2 separate regions of the Gossypium hirsutum genome follow, and region 1 is linked to region 2. The links are chromatin contacts, called in public Hi-C maps. All regions are on one chromosome and are shown on one strand. The core of a region is the stretch at or near the end of the contact, and the rest is flanking DNA. Distances in the headings are between cores, read along the strand shown. Region 1 holds the start of LOC107938588 (mitogen-activated protein kinase kinase 10). Region 2 holds the start of LOC107939754 (ubiquitin carboxyl-terminal hydrolase 20).

Region 1 (5,273 bases), core at 1,421-3,920, 140 kb before region 2:
ACTCCTTTTTTTGGGCAGACCTGCTTGCTTATGGTGATATTTGGAATCGTGATTCTGATTGTGGTCATACTACTAGTAGTCTAATCGGAAACTAAAGATCATCTCAGCAACGAGACGGTGATCTCTTCGCCTATGTATTTGATTATGTTGTTCTATGAGAAATGATGGCCAACAGGAGTTCACTCCTAGTCTTAGTATACTATATTGCGGGTAGCTCTATCATCCATTATCATCATGTGTTTGTTCTTTGGGATGGCGGTGTGTCTCTTTTCTGAAAGTTGGTGTTTGGGTTTGTAGACTTTTTGTGTATTTTACCCTTTTGTTTTACACTTCTTCTGATATTTACCGTGGTAAGAGTTTTAATTCTTTGGTTTTCATGTCAATATGCATACATACATATATGCATTTGCATAGTGTCTTATTTCCATGAAATTGTGATTGTGCTACCTTTTTTTATATTTCTTAACTTAATGATACCTAGAGAACAATTTTATCAAGTAGAAATTGACATCATGTTTGTTTACTTTTGGGTCACCTTGAGACATAGGGTGAGCAAAAGTTGGTTCAAACCGGTTTAACCCATGGTTTTTGGTTAAGCCGGTTCAGTCAGTTACGATAGTTAAAGATAATCTTTTATGTAAGTCAGTTATCAGTCATGAATTTTTATAATTGAATTGATAGATTTAACCAATTTCAAATAAATATGTAATTTAGGAAAAAAGGTCTTTCCAGTCCCTATCAATTTCGATATTGAGCAAATCAGTTCCTCTAAAAAAATCTAAGCAATTTAGTCCCTGTCAATTTCAAAAGTAAGTAGTTAAGGATAATTAATCACATCGTTAATGTTTTTCATAATGTTTTTGTAAATGCCGAGATTAAATTTATTAAATTTTTTAAAACTAAGACTAAACTAACAAAATATATAAACATCAAAAGCTGATGAAAACTAAAGTGAAAAAATATTTTTTTATGAAAATATATAAGCCACCATGTGGCATTCTCTAATTTGTTGGAAATTTCTTTTAACGTCAATTAACTTTTTAGACTAAACATCATGATAGAAGAATATTTTAAGTATCAAATTGGGATAAAAAAAAGCTTAGGTATCAAAGTGAAAAAATAAATATACTTGGGAAGTCAAATCACAAATTAAGCCAAATTAAAAATTCTGCTATATTAGTTGTCACATCATCAAAATTTTAAAAAAAGTCAATTATCATGATTGATTGTACTATTTAATTAAAAACTTAATTGATTTTTAAATTATTTTTGATAATTTTTTTTAATATTGTATTTCAATTATTTAATTGAACCAAACAGATTGATACTCAAATAATTTAAATAAAAAACTTTGATTTTAACTTTTCTACAGTATATCTCTTCTTTGTTAGTGCTCAACTAAAACCTATTTAGGTGTAATTTATTTCTCCAAGTAAAAAAGTTAAATACAGGGTTTAGATTTGCAGTCACAAATGCAAATTAGTGCTCTTAATTTTCGATGCAAATTGAAAAAACTCGTTAATTTGAAAACCCCCAAAATAAGCCTCTGATCAAACGATTGGAGAAACCCTAAAACTACAAAGAAAAAGGCCCTCAAAATTGACGAATCCTTTATCGCAATTCAAAAGTGCCATTCACAAAAGGGTGATGAAGAAGCTCATCCACTGTCCCTCTGTTTCTCCAATCTTTCTCCAGACACCTTCTCACAAAGCTCCTAAAATATGGCGAAACCGTTTCCGGCATCTGCGGCCTTTCTCCGAAGCATATAGCGCACATCAATGCTGCCCAGTCGGGTTTTTCTCCGAGACCAATTAACGGATAACGACCGACACAACATTCCAACACCACCACGCCTAGCGACCAAATATCGCCAACGAAACCATCAGCATTACCCCCATTCCACCTCTCAGGATCGACCCTCTCAGGGCTCATGTAAGCGCATGTTCCCATGAACGTATCGTAGGCATTCCGTGTGCCTACGACAATCTTACTCACTCCAAAATCTGCAATCTTCACTTCTCCTTTCCCATTTATCAATAGGTTCGATGGTTTTATATCACCATGCACGATTTGCATTCCATGTAGGTATTGTAACCCTCGCAAGACACTTCGGGCTATCCCCGAAATTACATCTTCAGGCAAATTTGCCCTCACCCGAAGTTCGTCGTATAACGATCCTCTTTCCATATGTTCCATTACGAAACAAAGCTCTCCTCCAATAGTATCGAACACCGCGAAGCATTTCACAACAAATTGCGAATCAACCCTTTTCAAGATTTCAGCTTCGCATGCCGCTTGATGTCTTATGGCGGTGTTTTGATCAAAACGAAGCACTTTCAACGCGTAAACAGATGAGCTTTTACGGTTCCGGACTTTGTAAACAGTGCCACCATTGCCATGGCCGATAACCGAGAGCCTTTCAAGGTCAGAGAGGCTTTCGATGTCTGGAGATGTTGGACCAATGGCAGATAGCAATGCCGTGTAATGAGACTGTTGCAGGAAATCGGCTGCCGGCAATGGTGGTAGAGATAATCGGAGTCCCTGTTGGTGCCTTCTCTCCCTAACTAGTGCCATTTTCACACTTGTAAGAAACAATAATGAATGATAGATCAAAATCAATCTAAGAAGTATAAATACAAGAGATGTTATGCTGGGCAGTGATAACTCCATGATCTATGGAACTGTATGTTATGTGAACCTTTGTTAGTTCTGGTACTAACACGTGTCTTTTTATCTTTTTTTGGGGTTTTTTTTGTAAGATATAAATGTATTCTCTCTAGTAACAAGATGCCAATTTTCATGGATAATCGTTAAACAGTAAACATGTGCTTCTAAAATTAAGATCTCAAATGAAAAATAAGGGGAAGAGATTTTTATTTCAGCAAATAATGATAATAATAATAATAATTAGACAAGAGGTCCCTAAACTATAATATAGATTTTAAGTAGGTCCTCCATTGACCTAGCTGTTAGCTTAGACATTACATGCTAATTCGAAACATTTAAAATACAAGGATCAAATTCAAGACATATATATATACGTACGCATGGATAGCTTAGATCTATCATATTAAAAAAAATAACCCTCCTAAATTTTAATACAATATCTATTTTTTTAACATACTAGACACAAGTTGTCCAGGTATAAACATGTTTAAACTTTGATCCACATATTCTAAATATGCACCATGATACAATAGGCTAATAGAAAGACTTGATTGATACACTACCAATATACGTTTGGCATTTGAGAAATAAATTAAAATCGAAAGCATAGTTCGGGGACATCTAATGTAATTAACCAAAAGAAAAAACTTTAACCACACAAGGGATGTAAGCAAATATTAGTAGTAAGGTAAGGTGAGAGAGTTAATAGGATCACAACGCGAAATGGAAGGCCAAACCATGTAGCAGTCCTTATTCCCCATTAACAACTATAACAAAAGCTTGCTAAATAAATCAAACTTCAAAAAGTTACGAATATAAGACAATCAAGTATCAACTTCATGCAATAGTCCTACTATCTAAAAGCCTTTCATTGCCTGCCCCAAAGAATAAGAACAAATGTATATGCAGTGTAATATTGCATAATGTGCCCCTTTTAAACTACATTTTTTGTGTCTAAAAATATATTTTTTAATATTTTTAAAAAAAGAAAAAAGAAAAAAAAAAAGAAGAGGAAATGAGGGTCTTGTGCAATGTCTAATTTTCTACAGATTTCATGCTTGATACAATCATATTCTAATCATTTACAAAAATAATCCAACATTGTAACAGTTAAACTGATAGGAACACTCATGGAACAAGCCACAAACAGAAACCCATGCCAGGCTATATATACATAAAAGGTAAAAGTATCATGGAGACACTTGAATTAAGAGCCAAATTGCATTTTACTCCTTTACTCAAAAATTGAACAAATTAGTCTCTATACATTAAATTAGAGAGCAAATTGGTCCTTTCTATTAAAAATTTCATCCATTTCTATTGTCAAAAACTGACATGACTGACAAAATAATCAAATAACACCACGTCTACCTCATTCTAACACACAGGGACCAATTTTTAACAGTAAAAAGAGATAAAAAGAGATAATGAAGGCATTAATCATTTTCTGACGCCTAAAATAAGAGGATCATGTGATTATAAAAGTAAACAAATATAACTTTCGCGTTTACCTAAAATAAATGAAAGGTAATGTACATTTTGGTACAAAGGCTTATGACCTGTTGTTATCAGATCCAAGAAGACCCATTTGTTCTGTAAGATTATCCATATACTGAGATTCGTCCCATCCTTTGTCCATTGGCTGCCCTTCATTTCCCTCGCCTTTACTATCCATTGGCGTTGATTCAATATCCTCAGGCCCTGGACTTGGCACAAGAAGGTCTTCCCAAAAGGCATCTATGTCAGGAAGGTCATCAAGTTGTAAGGGAATTGAGCCATTTACAACTAATGTAGAGGGATCGATAAATCCACCATTCCCAGTTTCAGATTCCACGTAATTTTCTGCTGGCATATCAACAATGCTTTCTTGGACCATTTCCGGCATTTCAGAAACCTCAGGCATACTTATATCTGTCTGAGGAATGGACATGGCTGCTGGCTTTTGTGCTCCAACAAGTGCACTCATATCTGGAAATCGCGATGTTGTAATTTCTTCGGAGGATGTTGTACATGGGGAAGGTTGTATTTCAGATATTGCAGCTGAGGGACTATGCCCTGGAATCCATGAAGTAGCTGGCACATACGTTGAACACCCTGAAGTTGGTGGGACCTCTTTAAGAGTCACCCCTGAAACACGGCTTGCAGAGTTACCACCATCCAATCCACTGGATGCAGACACATCATCACCGATCAGGAAATTTTCATGATTGTTGTTAAAGGAGTCCAGCCTGGGAGAGGAATCCCCTTTCATAATCTGCCTCAGCATTTCTTTCGCCTCATTCAAAGGTTGATATTTAATAATCTGTCCATCAGATGCAGCAGAAGTATCATTACCATCCTGCTTGAGCCTCCTTTTCTTGTTGGCTTCACTTATGCGCCTATTGCTCTCATTTTGTTGCTGGACAAATTGAGCCAAAAAGCCAGGGCTCTGCATAGCCTTTGCTAAGAATGACATCATCTGCTGCTGACGCTGCTCCATCCCCTGAAGACGTTGCACCATGACCTGCAGCTGGTTATCAGTAGCCTGTTGCTGCTGCCTCAACCTAACAAGTTCCTGCATAAGCACATTCTTGTCTCTCTTAAGCCTCTCAACCTCTTCCTCAAGC
Region 2 (4,600 bases), core at 1,953-4,452:
CCGGAAATCCCCTTGGTAACAACACATGGTTCATCAAGCTCAAGCATCAATTGTGTTTCACGAGAGAACTGAATTGAAGTTTCATCAGCAACAACTTTAGATTCATAGCCATTGGCATCGGTATTATTTACTGGTTGGAGATCGGAGACGCATACAGTATTATCAAGAACGGATTTTGGTGAAGGATCAGAAGTACCAAGGTCTGTACAAGGCTTATGTACTTCTATTGCAGTTGAAAACCAAGGTATACCCTCCCTAACATAGAACAAAATGTAGGCTTCTTGAGAAAGCACTTCTCCTTCCTCGACACTAGTAACCTGCAAAAGATAAAACGTGACGCCATTATACACCATTCGTTCAAGTTTCATCAAAATATCGCTACATAATCACATAAATAAGATCCTTCAAAGTTCATAATTTCAGTTAATATTACATTCAAGATGCTTGCAGCACAAGCAAAGTTTTAAAACATTGGGGTGATTGAACCCTCCTTTACCTTAATAAGCACGAAAATTCTAATCAAGAAACATATATCGGGACTAGTTGGAACAAATTTGTTTGAGTTCTTACAATTGAATCATTCAAATTATGCCACGTATCTGGAGAGGACCGAATGTAACAAACGTAATGTCCTGAAGTAGGGTTGTATCCAGAGTGCTTCACAACTGCATATAACTGATACTTCAGTTCCTCCTATCACAAAACGAGCACAAACAATACGAGTTTAGCAGTTTTGAACACTAAAAAAGTGGTATGACTAATCAAAATAGACCATATAAAGCCGACCCCAAAGCAAATGGTGCTACTCACATTATTACTTGTCTGATTGACATTAGTGTAAGGCTGCAAATCCAACTCTAATGGGAAAACAACGTGCTTGTCGATCTTCTTGACGTAGGTTGCTTTAGTCTTAAATCTCTTCAAGTGGAATGCTGCAACCGAAGGAGCCTGGTCTAGCATAAGTTGTTTTTCAACGGACACCTTGTCTTCACAATTCTCACACCTGAACTTTGCAACCAGATCATCTATCTTTTCCACCTTGGTGAAAGACTCTAAAGCACTCAGAAGGGTGTCAACATCTTCGATCTCCAAACTCAAATCAATCAAGGGCTCGTAACTGTAAGAAATGTGACCACAATTGCAACAGCATAGCTAAAACCATCAAAGTAAAGGTATAATCAATAAAAGACTACATTTCTCACTTACTTAGAAATGGCTAGTCGAGATCAATTTGGCATTGTTCCTTACTTTTCTAACAAGTTGACCACCAAAAACCTTCTTAACTAAGCAAATATCCGGAGAAGACGAACAATCATCCTTTAGCTTTAAGTCCAAGCAACATTCTTCAAGCCTATTTAACAAGCACTGAAGGAACTCGTGAGCATCCTCTTGTTGATATCTCTCGAAACTAGGTGAGATATCTGGATTTCATGTGTCAAGAATTACAATTAATAAAGAACTCTTTTCGATAGCAATTTGATAACAAATATGGCAATTTCATCAAATTACAAAAGTTAAGCCTAACTACAAAATTCAATGCTGGAACAATAATTAACTATTTAACCAGAAATTAACAAGCAAATGATAAAATAAAAACAATAAAAAGAAAAGGATACAGCTCAAATTGTCAAAAATTTTAGATGGTGAAACAACTCCTCCAGATGAATTCAATGAAAGCTCAATGTGATCATGAACAGCACAAAGTAAACAAAAGCTATTAATATTCCCTGACAAATCCAACAAAACTAAATAGTTAGAAACCCCGAAAGGATACACATACACGTACACATATACATATAGGATTCACATGGCTGCAAATCATACCATCAACAATAGCACATTTAGGAAAAGAATCATCTATCCCTCATATCCTTCATGTCCATGACATGGTTAGAATTATGTTGCATTGCAATATACGTACATATATACATACAAATACATATAGAATTCACTAGGCTGCAAATCATACCACCAACAACAACACATTTACGAAAAGAATCATCTATCCCTCATATCCTTCATGTCCATGACATAATTAGAATTATGTTGCATTGCGATGTACGTACTTGTACACATACACATACACATACACATACATATACATGTATATACATATACACCAAAGGCGAAGACAGGGGGCAGGCACTGGCCTTGGCCCCCCAAAAATGGTAAATTTGCTACAGAGGCCCTTCAAGTTTTGTCAAATCAGAAGTTAGTATAATGGTAAAATTATACTTTGACCCCCAAAAAGTTATTATTCATTTCTGGCCCCTAAAGTAATTTTTTGGCTTCACTCCTAATATACACATACACATACAAAAGGTTAAAGGAAAGAGTTCTTACGATGACAAGGCTTCTCATGATGATTCAAAGACCGAAGACCCAAAACAAAAGGAACAGTATGAGTAAAACATTGTAACACGGCATTGATAAAACATGTGTTACCCAAATTTTCCAGCCCTGCACCCTACAAAATCCAATATCCAAAATGTTCAATTATTCAATCACCATTCAACCAACATATACATACGCACATGAATAATATAAACATACCACTCCAGTTGGTTCATTTGCAATTCTAAAACCTTCATTAGAAGGAACCCAAGGATCATGGGGTTGCTTAGAATCATAAGGGAGTAAAGCTAGAATCTGAGACAATTCGTATTCATCAGAAGAAGACGAAGGGGGTTGTTGATACGTTAACGAAAGCACGTTCAGACCTTCAGGAGTCACCGCCGTTTCATCTACGAGGAAGCTTTCTAACATGGTGGCAAGATCAAGGGAATCATTAACAGCCACCATTGGAGAAAAAGATGATGACCCAGATAAAGAACCGGGCACTAGAGACGGAACCTGATCGATTTTAGAAGGAGAAAGATCATTTGGTTTATCAGTATACGTTTGGGTTTCCATAGAAAGACGGTAATAAAAGCTTGCAACGAGTTTCGACAGAAAAAAAAAAAAGGAGTTTCGAGGAGATTAAGAATTATGTATCTCCAAAAGAAACGAACTTTGGAATCCCCAATCTTGCTGGAATAATTAAGAAGAATAATGGGGTTTTCTTGGAGAACAATTTTGAAAGGGGGAGGGAAATCTTTTAAGCCGCCATTTCTTTGGTTTTCTTCTCCATTGACTGCATAAAAAAATAGACTGCTTACTGTAGGCGGTAGATAAACAGAGAGAACTGAATAGATTGTTTTGACTTTTGAGTTTTGGTCAAACCCTCTATTTTTTTAGGGTTATTTTTTTTGTTTCCCTTTTTAGCTTTGTCGGTTAAAGAAATTTATTATAAAATTTAAGATTTCTTTTTTTATATTTTATCAATGTTGTTGAAATTAAATAGGTGGTTTAATTGGTCCAACCGGAAATCGGTTGATGTCAATATTATTTAAATTTGATCAGATGTTAATTCGGGTATTGATTCAGATAAATATTTTAGATCGAATGAGTTGGGAATTAATATAGACCAATTGAATCGAGGTAAAAAACTGGTTGAATCAATGATTGAACTAGTTGAATCGATTTTTAACATTTTTTTAATTTTATTAATTTTTTGAATTATTTATTTAAACAATTTAACAAAAAAAATACTTTGACTGATTCAATCATCGGTCCAATTTAAAAAAGCTTAATGAGTGTATCAATTTAGACAATATTATTGAACTGAAAATCAAAACCAATTGTACTAGTTAAAAAATATCATAATCGAGTTTAACCAAAATAACACCCAAATAATTTTTTTTAGCTTATATCGATAAACCCAAATCCAAGCCCAAATATCCTAAACCGATAAACTCAACAAAGAATGGTAGGTATATCAATCAAAATTTTAAAAATAACATAACTTAATCGAATTAAATCGAGATCTTATACATTATTAATAATAAATTTTAATTTTTTTTTTAATTTTTTGAATAGTTGGTGTCTAAATACAATTTAAGACCCATAAAACTGAGTTAGGTGAAATGAAGTTTGGGCTTGAAGCCCACATTTTCCTTGTTCCAAACCCAAAATTATTATCCAACCCCTAAATAAGCCCTAAGATCAAAATACCCAATTTTCATCTTTGATTGATACTCTCTCCTTTTCCATTATTTGCTCTCCACACTTCAATAGCCGGACTCTTCTCTCTTCTTTCAAAGGAAGGGGTTTTTTTCCCTATTAGGCGATCACCATGGATGAACAGCCATCTGCTTCAAAATCAAGAACACAAAAATCCAAAAAGAGGAGCAGAGATGGTAATCAAAATCCTGGTGGGGCAAAACATGAGAATTTGCAAGTAAAAATCCAACTTTTTCAAGACCAACCAAACAAGATTCCACCTTTAGTTGCTTATTTCCCATCTGGTTACAACCCTCAAACTCAACAACGACAAGATGAAGAAGAACCCAATAACCAGAACAACTCACCCAAGGTGCCGAAGGTCAAGGTTTTTAGAAACATGGCTCAAAGAAAGGGTAATAGGCTTCAAGTTGTGGTTAGCCCTGGTGGGTCAAATGTGGATTTTGTTGGGTCAAGTTTTACAGGTGAGGCTGCTGCTGCACAAGTTTGTAGGTACTCACTTGGGGTTCTTGATAAAGAGGCTGAGACTCTCAAAATT

Evidence for each region. A called contact is a pair of places that touch in the nucleus more often than the background predicts.
Region 1: a Hi-C map of leaf shows a contact between it and region 2, with 3 times the contacts expected there. The contact joins the promoter of LOC107938588 here to the promoter of LOC107939754 in region 2. A contact is called at or near these places in 5 of 34 Hi-C or Micro-C datasets (hypocotyl and leaf).

The regions. Positions count from the first base shown.
Region 1 is chrD03:54,653,842-54,659,114 of Gossypium_hirsutum_v2.1, reverse strand. LOC107938588 (mitogen-activated protein kinase kinase 10) reads right to left here and starts at 2,670. Exons shown (of 1, transcript XM_041090642.1): 1 at 299-2,670. The coding sequence starts at 2,670. The coding sequence ends at 1,612. LOC107938587 (heat shock factor protein HSF8-like) reads right to left here. Exons shown (of 2, transcript NM_001327418.1): 2 at 4,220-5,273. The coding sequence ends at 4,220. It overlaps LOC107938586 (syntaxin-22), which reads left to right. Exons shown (of 7, transcript XM_016871800.2): 7 at 19-363. The coding sequence ends at 84.
Region 2 is chrD03:54,510,373-54,514,972 of Gossypium_hirsutum_v2.1, reverse strand. It overlaps LOC107939754 (ubiquitin carboxyl-terminal hydrolase 20), which reads right to left and starts at 3,202. Exons shown (of 7, transcript XM_041090633.1): 1 at 2,554-3,202; 2 at 2,344-2,467; 3 at 1,249-1,421; 4 at 811-1,152; 5 at 571-693; 6 at 1-317. The coding sequence starts at 2,913. It overlaps LOC107939764 (DNA-directed RNA polymerase I subunit rpa49), which reads left to right and starts at 4,052. Exons shown (of 4, transcript XM_016873133.2): 1 at 4,052-4,600. The coding sequence starts at 4,175.